Regions from separate parts of the Ovis aries genome. Here region 2 is linked to region 1. The links are chromatin contacts, called in public Hi-C maps. All regions are on one chromosome and are shown on one strand. Each heading gives the region's core, a stretch centred on a gene start, on an enhancer-like site or on the middle of the called end of the contact. The rest is flanking DNA. Distances are from core to core; before and after follow the strand shown.

What was found. Hi-C and Micro-C count contacts between places; a contact is called where the count stands out from the background.
Region 2: a Hi-C map of liver shows a contact between it and region 1, with 7 times the contacts expected there. The contact joins two enhancer-like sites. A contact is called at or near these places in 12 of 16 Hi-C or Micro-C datasets (blood, hypothalamus, liver and 6 more).

Annotation. Positions count from the first base shown.
Region 1 is chr5:57,940,827-57,947,119 of ARS-UI_Ramb_v3.0, reverse strand. No RefSeq gene overlaps it. Among named protein-coding and RNA genes, the nearest start is that of HTR4, 49 kb to the right of the region's middle. Within about 2 kb of position 3,814, at least 3 of the 54 cell types and tissues checked have an H3K27ac peak or open chromatin away from gene starts, as enhancers often do. A contact at or near this core is called in liver, where this site is marked.
Region 2 is chr5:58,167,696-58,174,120 of ARS-UI_Ramb_v3.0, reverse strand. SH3TC2 (SH3 domain and tetratricopeptide repeats 2) reads left to right here. Exons shown (of 17, transcript XM_004008952.6): 17 at 1-1,044. Among named protein-coding and RNA genes, the nearest start is that of SH3TC2, 70 kb to the left of the region's middle. Within about 2 kb of position 2,345, at least 1 of the 54 cell types and tissues checked has an H3K27ac peak or open chromatin away from gene starts, as enhancers often do. A contact at or near this core is called in liver, where this site is marked.

The DNA.
Region 1 (6,293 bases), core at 2,565-5,064:
CATTTTGAATCACTCCTCAAGTTCCAACATCAATATATCCAGCACAAGTTAGGTTAAGCAAAAAAGGAAATGTATTGCTCCAAGGTAGGAAAGTCAATCATTTCACTTGGACCAAGTTTTTCTCCTCCCAGGAGTTCTCCTTTCCTCTACGATTGCTTCATTTCCTGATACTATGTGATGGTAAGAAGGAAAGTGGATATACCTCTCCACCAAATAAGAAAAGTCTTCTTGTATCTCATTAACTCTAACCAAATCTATAGGTCCATCCCTGAAGAAATTAATGGGACCTAGTATTGTGATTCACATGCCCCATCCTAAGAGTGATGAATGGTGTTGTCAGCTCTGCTTAAAGTACATGGACTGAAAACAGCATGTTTTCCAGAGGAGAACTAGAAGGGTGGAGGTAAGTTTGAGAGCAACATTACTTATCCACTACACATCCTTTCTCTGCACCCAGTTTCTTTGTAAAATGGTGGTAGGAATCCTGCTTTGCCCTCCACTCAAGGCAGTTGTGAAAATAAAGTGAGGCAGTGGGTGTAAACACATTTGTCAACTATAAAATACATACAACATGAAGTAATATTTCTTTAAAGGATTTTTATACCCCCTGCCAACATCCGCTGGATCATTGAAAAGCAAGAGAGTTCCAGAAAAAAAATCTATTTCTGCTTTATTGACTATGCCAAAGCCTTTGATTGTGTGGATCACAATAAACTGTGTAAAATTCTGAAAGAGATGGGACTATCAGACCACCTGACCTGTCTCTTGAGAAATCTGTATGCAGGTCAGGAAGCAACAGTTAGAACTGGACATGGAACAATAGACTGGTTCCAAATAGGAAAAGGAGTACATCAAGGCTGTATATTGTTACCCTGCTTATTTAACTTCTATGCAGAGTACATCATGAGACACGCTGGACTGGAAGAAGCACAAGCTGGAATCAAGATTGCTGGGAGAAATATCAATAACCTCAGATATGCAGATGACACCACCCTTATGGCAGAAAGTGAAGAACTAAAGAGCCTCTTGATGAAGGTGACAGAGGAGAGTGAAAAAGTTGGCTTCAAGCTCAACATACAGAAAGCTAAGATCATGGCATCTGGTCCCATCACTTCATGGCAAATAGATGGGGAAACAGTGGAAACAGTGTCAGACTTTATTTTGGGGGGCTCCAAAATCACTGCAGATGGTGATTGCAGTCATGAAATTAAAAGACGCTTACCCCTTGGAAGGAAAGTTATGACCAACCTAGAGAGCATATCAAAAAGCAGAGACATTACTTTGCCAATAAAGGTCCATCTAGTCAAGGCTATGGTTTTTCCAGTAGTCATGTATGGATATGAGAGTTGGACTGTGAAGAAAGCTGAGCACCGAAGAATTGATGCTTTTGAACTGTGGTGTTGGAGAAGACTCTTGAGAGTCCCTTGGACTGCAAGGAGATCCAACCAGTCTATCCTAAAGGAGATCACTCCTGAGTGTTCATTGGAAGGACTGATGTTGAAACTGAAACTCCAATATCTTGGCCACCTGATGTGAAGAGCTGACTCATTTAAAGGGACCATGTTGCTGGGAAAGATTGAGGGCAGGAGAAGTGGACGACAGAGGATGAGATGGTTGGATGGCATCACCGACTCAATGGACATGAGTTTGGGTAAACTCTAGGAGTTGGGGATGGACAGGGAGGCCTGTCGTGCTGCAGTCCGTGGGGTTGCAAAGAGTTGGACACAGCTGAACTGAACTTGTCAAGTACACAAGAACATAATCAAGCTTCCTGGGTACTCCCCATCCTACTGACAGCAGATTCAATTTTTCTGGGACCAGTTCCTCTAGCAGAATTCTGGGATATTCCCCTTATTTTATTTTGGGCAGCATTTGTGTGTCATAATATGCAAACATTGCTATTTTAATGGCAGCTGCTAGAGGTTTATAGGACTCCCCTCATGGCTCAGATGGTAAAGAATCCGCCTGCAATGCGGGAGACCTGGGTTCAATCCTCTGGTTGGAAAGATCCCCTGGAGGAGGCCTTGGCAACCCACTCCAGTATTCTTGCCTGGAGAATCCCCATGGACAGAGGAGCCTGGCAGGCTACAGTCCATGGGGTCACAGAGAGTTGGATATGACTGAGCAACTAAGCGCAGCACAGCACAGAGTTTTATAGAGTCATTAATTTTAATAAGATTTTCTCATTATCCAGAGTCTTTCACTTCAGAGCTTAGAAGGCATGTACTACTTTCATTTTTACTGGAGTCTGGGCTGGCAGGCAATGGCTGTAGCTCCAAAGAGGAAGGGCACTCTGAGAAAGATGACGGTTTCTGCATATTAAACACTTCCTTGATTTTGAGATGTACATGATTCAGAGAGCCAAAGAATATTACATTCTTTGTGTGTATTCTCTGGGACAGTGCACAGTTTGATGCAAGAGTTGTTAGGGTAGTTTGGTGTTTAGATAAGCAACCCCTCCCGAGTGATGGCCATTGATGAGAGGGGCGACAGATTTGGAGCCCAGAAAACACTCTCATGTGGTAGCAATGAGAGCTAATCAACAGGACCTACTTGCTGGGTTTCTTTGATTTGAAAACTGAGCCCAGATATGCCTTAAAGAGCTGTAAAATAAGGCATAGATTAAGCAATTCTAATAGGACTTTGTCTTCTAAATTGGAAAAATGTAGGTGAACTTCTTGAATTCACATCGCTGTGTTGAATACAAATCCCATTATCAATTCCAAGAAAATTCAATATGTACTTTTGTCTGCATTTTCTGTATAACCTGTAAACATAAGGGCTATAGAATTTGTTACTAGGTAACATTGGAGGAAGATGGCTTGGAAATACAGCAGTTACTCTACAGTCTTCAGGCCACTCTGCACAGAGTGCCTTTGTGTGAATAACAAAATGGCATCTGCTCCTAATGGACCAAGGAAAGCTCTTTCTCCTCTGTGGTAATAAACACAGTGCTTTCCCAAGCCCCTTGGCCGGCATCCTGTGAGCAGGCACAGGTTATACCCTCCCAGGGAGAACACCTGGCAAAGTATGAATCCTAGTTTGTTAGAATTAGAGGAATAGGAGGGGCAAAAGTCATATTTGTTGTTTTAGTTAGCATTTTGGGGGTGCTTCCTTGGAGCAGAGGTTCTTAAGGAAGGATCTTGATAAAAATTAACTGAAGATATATTTTAAAATTTGGGTGTGTAGTTCTCAACCCAAGAAATTCCTATTTAGGATGAGTGGGTTAAGGACTAGACATGTACATCTTTTTTTTTTTTTTTAATTAAAATTTTTTTTTGGCTGCATTGGGTCTTCATTTCTGCGTGCCGACTTCCTCTAGTTGTACCAAGTGGGAGCTACTCTCTAGTTGCTTTGCATGGGCTTCTCAGTTGTGGAGGCCACTCTTGTTGTAGAGCATGGGCCTCAGTAGTTGTGGCCTACTGGCTTAGTTGCCCCACAGCATGTGGGATCTTCCAGCACCAGGGATAGAACCCATGTTCCCTGCATTGGCAGGTGGATTCTTAACCACTGGATCACCAGGGAAGCCCTCGACATACGCATCTTAAGAATAATTCCTGGAATATTCTGATGCTCAGTCCTGACACTATCAGTTATTTCTCTTTGGAATTACTGGAGGCTCTCTTTCTTCTCCTCATTCAGTTCAGGGGCTCCTTGATATGTGGCCAGAAATAGCCCTATGAGAAACCCCTACTCCCTGCGTACAGCTTTGCTATGAAGTCATTCCTGCCTCCTCTGAATTCCTTCAGTGCTTTGTCTTGCTCACACAACACTTTTCACCATGTTCTGTATTGGAGTTATTTATGAACATGTCTTATCTCCTAACACACAAACCCTGCAAAGGCTGAGACTCTGTGACACCCAGAGGTCACCCACTGGGGCGCTTGGGTTGCATGCCATCAATCAATATGTTTTCCTTGGCCCTTAGAGTATTTAAAACTTTTAAAAAATTACTTGCCGGCTTTTAAAATCATGGAGGTTTTCCTCCAACCCCTGAATTTCCCCCTAAATATGATGATCATTGTGCAACAATTTTTCTGTTGCAATATCTGAAGTCCTGTCAACATAGGCTCCACATTCTTGCATCGCTACTATTGACTGGAGCTGAGTATGTATCCCCTTTCAAATGGGAGTCACCCCCTTCAGTTCGCTGCAGTCCCCACCACTCCCTGTCATCTTACACTAGACTGCTTCGTTCATTACCTTTCTCACCTGGCACCAGTTAAGTATTCGAATTTGTAACCCCATTAAAGGCTTCCCTGGTGGCTCATTGGTAAAAAACCTACCTGTCAATGCAGGAGACGCAGGTTCAATCCCTAGGTTGGGAAGATCTCCTGGTGAAGGAAATGGTAATCCATTCCAGTACTCTTGCCTGGGAAATCCCATGGACAGAAGCAGCCTGGCAGTCTACCATCCATGGGGTCTCAAAAGAGTTGGACACAACTTAGCAACTAAACAGCAACAGCAACCCCATTAAGCAATTTTGATTTCTTCACAATATCTGACTTTTTTAGGTGCTTCGTAAATATTTGTCCAATGGCAAAATGAAAGTATAAACTGCTCCAGGGGGATGGGTGCTTAAGTGGGATTCCTTCTCTGAGCTGCAGATATGAGTTCATAAGAAGAACAAAATAGTGTATTATATTAGATTTTGTACTGTGGCTTTCCCCAGTCAAGAATTAGGAGCTAGTTCCTCATTTTCAGGAGCTTTATCTAAATCTCTTTACTTATCAGCTGCCAAGCAGCTAAGCAGTCTTCCTCAAGCTAGAGGAAATTGATACTAAGCATGTGAATTTGAGTGAGCAGGTTGTTCTCACAAGATCTCTCCCTGGATTTTTGTGTGGTAGCCTGCTATTTATCAGCGTTTTCAAAATTGGCTTCATATAACTCTCCACTGGGAATCCCTTTGGGCTGAGCAGTTCTTGCCCAGGAAGATCCTTTTTTTTATGGCTGCCAGGATCATTATCATGGTTTTTTGGAGATATAAATAAAATAGTGCTTTCAGCAATGGTTTCAGAAGTGCAATCTCATCTCTTTATCTCTATAATTAAAATTCCTCATTCCCTTCCCATGTCTTACGTAGGATGTGAACAACTTGATAAAATATTAGGAGATGTGAGAATTTTACAGTTTTATTGGTCTTGTGCTCATTTTTACCTATTCTTATTGGCAAGTGATACTGGTTTTCTTTGTATAATATTGACATTATTGTTAAGCTTTCCTTTAAAATATTTGACATAAAAGTTAAGTTTGTTGAAAGAAAGATAAGGAAATAATAGTTCTGATGGAATGAGGCTGTCACAGAAATGATAAGTTGCTATGGCTTTGACACCTGTTCAGGAAAGATTAAATTTTAAGATAAAGTATGAAGTCTTCCACAGCAGGACTCTGTCCATCTCTTTGGCCTCAGCTCCCACTAGTTTCTTTCTCCCTTTTCTACTGTACATCCTAATGGAACAGGAACTTTTTACTGTTCCTCAAATATATTGGGAGGTTTCCCCACCTTTCAGAAATGGTTTCACGATGGCTAAAGTTTTCTTCCTAGACAGCACAGGGTATTCACTCTAGTAAAAGCATCCGCTGGACACCCACTCCAGCCTCACTATCTTGTTCCTATGACTAATGCTTTTCAGCCTTCATTTGCAACTGCAGTGCAGCCCCCTCCAGGGTCTTGCTGGACCAGCCTATATAATAGAGGCCTTGCTTCCTATTTTCTTCATAGCATCCTACTTCTTTCCTTTCTAGTTCTTCATAAAAATTATTTTAAAAACTTATTTCCTCTCCTGGCTATTAAAAGTCTCTCCTACTGCGTTGTGAGTTCCTTGAGGACAGGGCCCTCACATCCTGTTCACTGCTGCACCCCTAACAGCCAGCAGAGTGCCAGGGGAACATAGTTTCTCAGTAGATATTTGATGAATGTGCGAATGTTCTTCTTGCCTTTGTACCTTGGTGAATTCCTTCTCATCATTCAAGGTCCATCTAACTCATGAACTACTCACCCGAGGACTTCTGCACGCTTCTCTACCAAGAGAGAATAGTTTCTCTCTTTTCTGGGTTCACAAAACATCATCTCCACATGATCATTATAGTATCAAACACAGTGTATTGTAACTGAGTTAAAGGTCTATTTACCCCCAAAATTGTGAGCTTCTTGAATACACAATACCTCTATCCTGGCCCCACCATCTAGTACTCATCCTCTGTTTCTAGCTGTGGCGCTACTAACACCAAGGGAAACCATCTCCTTCTAATGACTTTGTGTCTAGAACTGACTGGGGTGGAAAGTGAGGAGG
Region 2 (6,425 bases), core at 1,096-3,595, 230 kb before region 1:
GCCTCTGTTCATGTTAAGATGTTTTAATTCATATGCATGAAGACTGTTAGGAACAGGGTTGTTGTTGTTTTTTTTTTAACTGACTCACAATATTTAGGAACACATTTATTCTCTTAAACTTCTATTTTATTTTTATTTGGGATTGCAAATTTTTACCTACTGCAAATTCTTTATCTGTGGAAATAATTTTAAGTAGGTGATCTCTTCTGTTTTTGATTCTAACATTTTAGATCGAGAATATGATTTTTAAACCTGATTTATATGATTCAATTACTTTACCTTTCTTGCATGGGCCAAATATTATGTATGAAAGTGACATTTTTGTTTTTGAACTTTCTTGTAAATTGAGAGCTTTGATGTTTGTTCATCTGGGAGTATACTGGACATCTGCTTCATAGAGATGCTCATAGGAACACCCCTTGTGTCTGCACATTGCCCCAGACAGCAGTGACACTAGCCACATCTGCTTTCTTCCCCAGGGGAACTGCCAAGGGCCAGGCTGAAAGAACAGCTGCACGGTAATCCCGACAACCAATTACTTATTCATGAAACAAACAAAACAGATTTTTGTCTATCTTAGAACACGTAGCTTTGGGACTCTACTGAGCGGAGAATAGGATAGCCAAGCAGAGAGGTGACATGGAGGATCTGCATTTTTGGTAGTTTTAAAGTTCTAAGGGATTATTCAGATTTATAACCTGACCCTCTTCCAAGTCCCATGGCATTCCTTTCTTTTCTTTCCAGTTATATAAAGTCTGTGTCTTCCTTTGTTCTTGTATCTCTACATTAAGCTGTCCCTCTTTCATGTGCTCATAGATCCCTGCACTTCTCCATTAGGGTAGTTATCACAGTTTATAGTTATACTGTCTGTGTGACTTTAAAAAAATTCTTGTGCACCATCTAGATTGGAAGCTCCATGAGAGCAGGGACTTTGTTTCAGTCACTCAATTCTATATTCCCAGAGTCATTACCAGTGTCTGACATATGGTAGAACCTCAATAAAGGTTCAGTGAATGGGTTAATAAAAAAATGAATGAAACTTTTTATTCAGGTTGTGGCCCCTTCTTATTAATTATGAGAGAGAGAAAGTATTAAGACCATACCTGCTTTCTACCTGCTTTTTGCTCACGAGAAACATAAGGAATTAGGAGATAAGACTGCTCACATTCATAGCAGGTGCTCAGTAAAAGTTTATTGAGAATAATAGACATAGTTTTCACTTGTTTAGGATGTATTGCTATAGATGTGCTAGTCTCTTCCTGATTTTCAACTCAGTACCAATTATGATCAGGGATGATCACAGTCTTTTGTTGAGTCCCTGCCCTGTACTAGGCATGGTGTTAAGTAATATACTTATGGTATTTGGCTTGATCCTTCAAATGACCCTACAAAGAATGAGTTCTTATTCCCACTTTCCAGATGAAAGGGTACAGGTTCAAAGAAGTTAAGACACTTGGCAGAGATTCAAAACCAGTTCTATCTGATTTAAAAATCAGTGCTTTCAATAACCATGCAATTCTGGTTTCACATTTTCTATTTAGAACTTAGGATCCTAAAGAGAATGATTTCCCTTGTGAACATTTGATGGTTCCCCTTTGTCTTAAGAAAGTGAATGACCAGGAAACTGAGTTTATATAAGCATTAATTTACCAAGCATTACAGGAAACCCCTTTAGTTCTGAAAGTTCTTTGGAAGTAAGGGCAGCAGGGAACAGGTGAAATTTTAGGATGTCTTGAAGCCTGAGTGGATAGTGTTGTTTCAGACTTCCAAGGCTCCTTCATGAGTGAATCATAAATTGGGGCTGTGGTGAGTTGTAGGACAAAAGACCTGCCTTTGAGTATCTGTTGGTCTTCTTGGGGGAGAATGGATTCATGTATGAGAAACTCGCGGAAGGAGAGTCGGAATTGGGGCTAGCTCCTGTGGGACAATGGAAACAGAACCATCCATCTATCCATCCAACCAACCAACCAATCACTCAACCAACCAATATTCAACATCTCTTATGTGCTAGGCTCACATTCCAGTGAGCAAGGTAATCAAGGTCCATGACCTCAAGGAGTCTATGGACTCTTGGGTGGGCCAAGGTCCCAGATATGCAGTCCCATTATATCACTGACTCCTGTTAATGGTCTCACCCTATCCAGGAAGTAACTGATAGTATAATTGTTCATATAGAACACATAAGGAAACAAGTTCAGAGAGGTTAAGTAAGAAATTAACTCTTGCCCAAAGTCCTTCAGGTGGAAAGTAGCAGAGTCAGGATACCATCTGAGCCTCATCCAGACTGCAGGTATTGCATAAGAACTGAAGCTCGACCTTTGCTAAATTTCATGGAATTTCAGCTGGATTGATCTTGTTTACCTGAACATCCTGCCCAAGGTGAATGGTGGTGCCGTTGAACAATTTCACTGCTTATCAGAGAAGCTGTTAAACTCTTGGTAAAATGAGGGTGATAATAGGTTTAATAATTTTTTGTGGGAATTTTGTGAGGAATAAGTGAGTTAATGTATGTAAAGTGTTTAGATTAGTGCCTGGCACATGTCATATAAGTAGTGGCTATGATTGCTGTGGTTCTATTGACAGGCATTTGAGAAGAGTATTTATGTGAAGAAAATAATGAATTTCAGCTTGAAACATGTGGAGCAGGCACTTAGAGTTTGCATCCAACTGGATGTAAAACCAGTTTAATGTCTATATTGTCCACTTGACATTATGCGCCATGGGGTCAGAGATTGCCTGGGTCACCCTTGCACCTACAGCACGAGAAAAGTGCCTGACTCACAAAGGTACTCAATATTGATTTATTGGATAAATGATTGAATGAATATGTGATTGCATGGTAGGCATTATTTAGGATATAAGTTAGTAGTAATTAGTAGTTTGTCGCTCAGTCGTGTCCGACTCTTTGCGACCCCATGGACTGTAGCCTACCAGGCTCCTCCCTCCATGGGACTCTCCAGGCAAGAGTACTGGAGTGGGTTGCCATTTCCTTCTCCAGGGGATCTTCCCGACCTGGGGATCGAACCCGGGTCTCCCGCATTGCAAGCAGACGCTTTAACCTCTGAGCCACCAGGGATATAAGTTATACATATGTAAAATAATGAAATAACCATGTTCCCCCTTTCCCCAAAAGGACACAGCAAATGAGAAATAGAGAGGAATGCGAGTGAGTGTGGTCTTCCTACAGACTCCAAACAGTGTATTGCCTAAAGGAAGAAGTGGGGTTGTTCTCTTTCCGATTCTCGTGCGAGCTGTCCTTCCAGGGCCTTGAGATGTCCTCGGCCAGGTCTTCATAGTGCCCCAGCATTCTCTGCCAGCCAAACTATGTTGCCAATCATCATGAAAATAAAGAATCTTTCTTCCTGTCCTTGACTTCAAACTGGGGTCAAAGGCCTTAGGCTGGTGTGAAAATAAATAAAGGCCCAGAGCAGACAAAGGCCATTCTGCAGCCAGCCGTCACTGTAAACACTGGCCTTCCTTTCCTCTAGTCTGAAGCTTCCAGTACTTCCCCGGGCCCATCATGACCTCAGTTGGCCTAGTGGCCTGGTGGCTGCGGCAGGTCCTGGTGGTCTCATGGTAAGAGATGGGAGGCTTCTGAGGGACGTCACAGGTAAGTGACAACTCTGGAAATGTGTGTGTGTGAATGCATACTCAAGGTTATGATATGTTTTACTTTTATGAAGGATGTACAACACACAATTTACAAATAATAAAATGTAAATGCTAAGGTAAATTCCATATTGATTTTCAGACAATGCATTCCTTGATTTATTCAGAACTCTTGTATCTAGAGTCAGTCATGGTTGCAGTTGGATAACAAGAACAGTTTTGACAAGAATGTTCATTGATATTTTCATTAACAAGTAAAACAAAAGTGAAACAACAAAGAGCTTGGAAACCACTCATTTGTCAATAGTGTGAGTGACTTTTTTGCTGAGTTTGAAAGAATTGCCTGCTTTTTGTGCTTATCACTGTGGAACAGCTATAGACTTGTCAGCTTTAAGCATAATCTACATTATTAGTTTCACTTTCTTAAATCTAGACAATCAACAGAACCATCATTAAGTCTCTATTTGTAGCATTTGCAATTTTCTGTGGTATAACTACTCCTACTTTGGCTAATTTCGATCTACTAGTGTGATGTTACTGAATATGGGGCTGGGAAAGATACGCACACCACCATACAGTGACTGCCATACAGATGTGATAGATGTAAACAACCTTAGAAGCAGATTCTACTAAACTAATCAGGAAGTGACGAGTTTTGAATATTTATTACCTCTTTCTAAGGTGGTGTATTTGATCATAAGTTTCAGTTCAGTTCATTTCAGTCGCTCAGTCGTGTCCGACTTTGTGACCCCATGAATAGCAGCACGCCAGGCCTCCCTGTCCATCACCAACTCCCAGAGTTCACTCAAACTCATGTCCGTAGAGTCAGTGATGCCATCCAGCCATTTCATCTGTCATCCCCTTCTCCTCCTGCCCCCAATCCCTCCCTGCATCAGAGTCTTCCAATGAGTCAACTCTTCACATGAGGTGGCCAAAGTACTGGAGTTTCAGCTTCAGCATCATTCCTTCCAAAGAACACCCAGGACTGATCTCCTTTAGAATGGACTGGTTGGATTTCCTTGCAGTCCAAGGGACTCTCAAGAGTCTTCTCCAACATCACAGTTCAAAAGCATCAATTCTTCAGTGCTCAGCTTTCTCTACAGTTATAATTTCACTTTTAATAATGGCTGTGTTTAACACCCAGCTTATCAAATCCTTAAAATTTAATAACTGGCTTTCAGGAGTGGGTTTGAGCCAGCTCTGGTATACCACTGACTCCAGCCTTGTTAAAGAAGATGAGAGGGCCCAGAGGTCTGGTGGATAAGGCAGTGCCTAGCACTGGAGATGACCTGGAGCAAGTAACTCCTGGGACCACCAGAAAAGGAAGACAAAGAGGAAAGAGACCTCTCTTGTTCAGGAAGAAAAGTAAATTCTCCTGGAACCCCCTTGCAGGTTTGAGAAATTCTTCACTCACTCCACCCATAAAGATAATATTTACTCCTTGATGTTTTGTGTCTTCATGGAACTTGTAGGATTAAAGCATGCCTAAAATAATATAGTCTGTGCTAGTTGCTTGGCTTTTCAAGTGAGCTTTGCAAAGTCAGTGGCCATGTCAGTTTGTCTGCCTCATCAGAGCATTGCCTGCAGGTGATTGCAAATGCTCACAAAAGACTACAGCAAGTTTTGATCTCCCTCTATTAGCACATTCCTTTTGACATGTGTTTAACATGGCAGACAGTTTGACCTCTGTCCTTTGGCACCGAGGATGCTTTGACTCCATGTTTATAACTAGCACCAAAATGGCTGAATTTTTGTCAAGAACATATTTTTCTTAATTAGTCTCATTAAGCCATTTTAATTTAAAAATCAATGTTCAATATAGTACAGTGAAACTATTTCTACTTTTTGTCATTTCTTATTTTATCAAAATCAATTTTATAGGAATTCACTCCTTTATGTGAATTTTTACAAGCAAGGCTTAATTATCAGTTGTGATTTATCTGTATCAAATGTAATTGTATCAAATTTTAGCTTCTTCCAGAGTGAATTTTCTACTGTGGCTTTACTTCTACTAAGTCCAGTTTTCCTGAAACACATTTGGTTGATCTGAACTTTGTCAGGACAATGTGATTCAATGTTTAGTCATTAATATATTTTGCTTTATGTAGTTTAGCTGTTGTTAGTTTTCTTTTGAACTAATTTTTTAAAACAGAACAATGAGATAGAAATTCCCAACTACCTTAGGCATCTATAGAGGTCAGGAGTGAAACTAGTAAAGACAGACTGGACCAGATATGAATGAAATGCCATGGGCTAAGTTTTCGTGAATAGCAGACAGGCAGATCAGTGGTAATTATCAATGACAAGAACTTTAGAGAAACAATGAAATGCCATTTTGCATTAAGCATGAAGCATGACAATTTTCTAAAACTACTCAAAGTTTGTGAGCTGTGCGTGTAATCCCCATTAAGGCTTCTTGACCCTGGCAGGCCCTTGATGCATGTTGAAAAGAATTGAGTTGAATGGGCATGATGTAGCCAAAGAGCCCAGGCTCTAGGTCAGGTGATCTGGGGTCTGAACCCAGCTCTGTCACTTCTTGCTGTGTGTACCTGGTCAGGTCCATTTTCATCTGGTGGTCTCAGTTTTATCGACTGTCAAAACATGGGTTGATCTCTCAAAGTTTTTAGATCTTCTTGGAAATCTGAAGAAATGTATGACATCTGTCTTCAGAATTACACACACCCTTATTTTGTGTATAACTTTAGAGAGTTTATATGCCCTTTAATGGCTGCTCAAGGATAATGAGTTAAGAACACCCAACCCAGATGATCTGTTAGGACCTGTCTGGCGTTGACATGCCAGTACCTAGGTAGGTG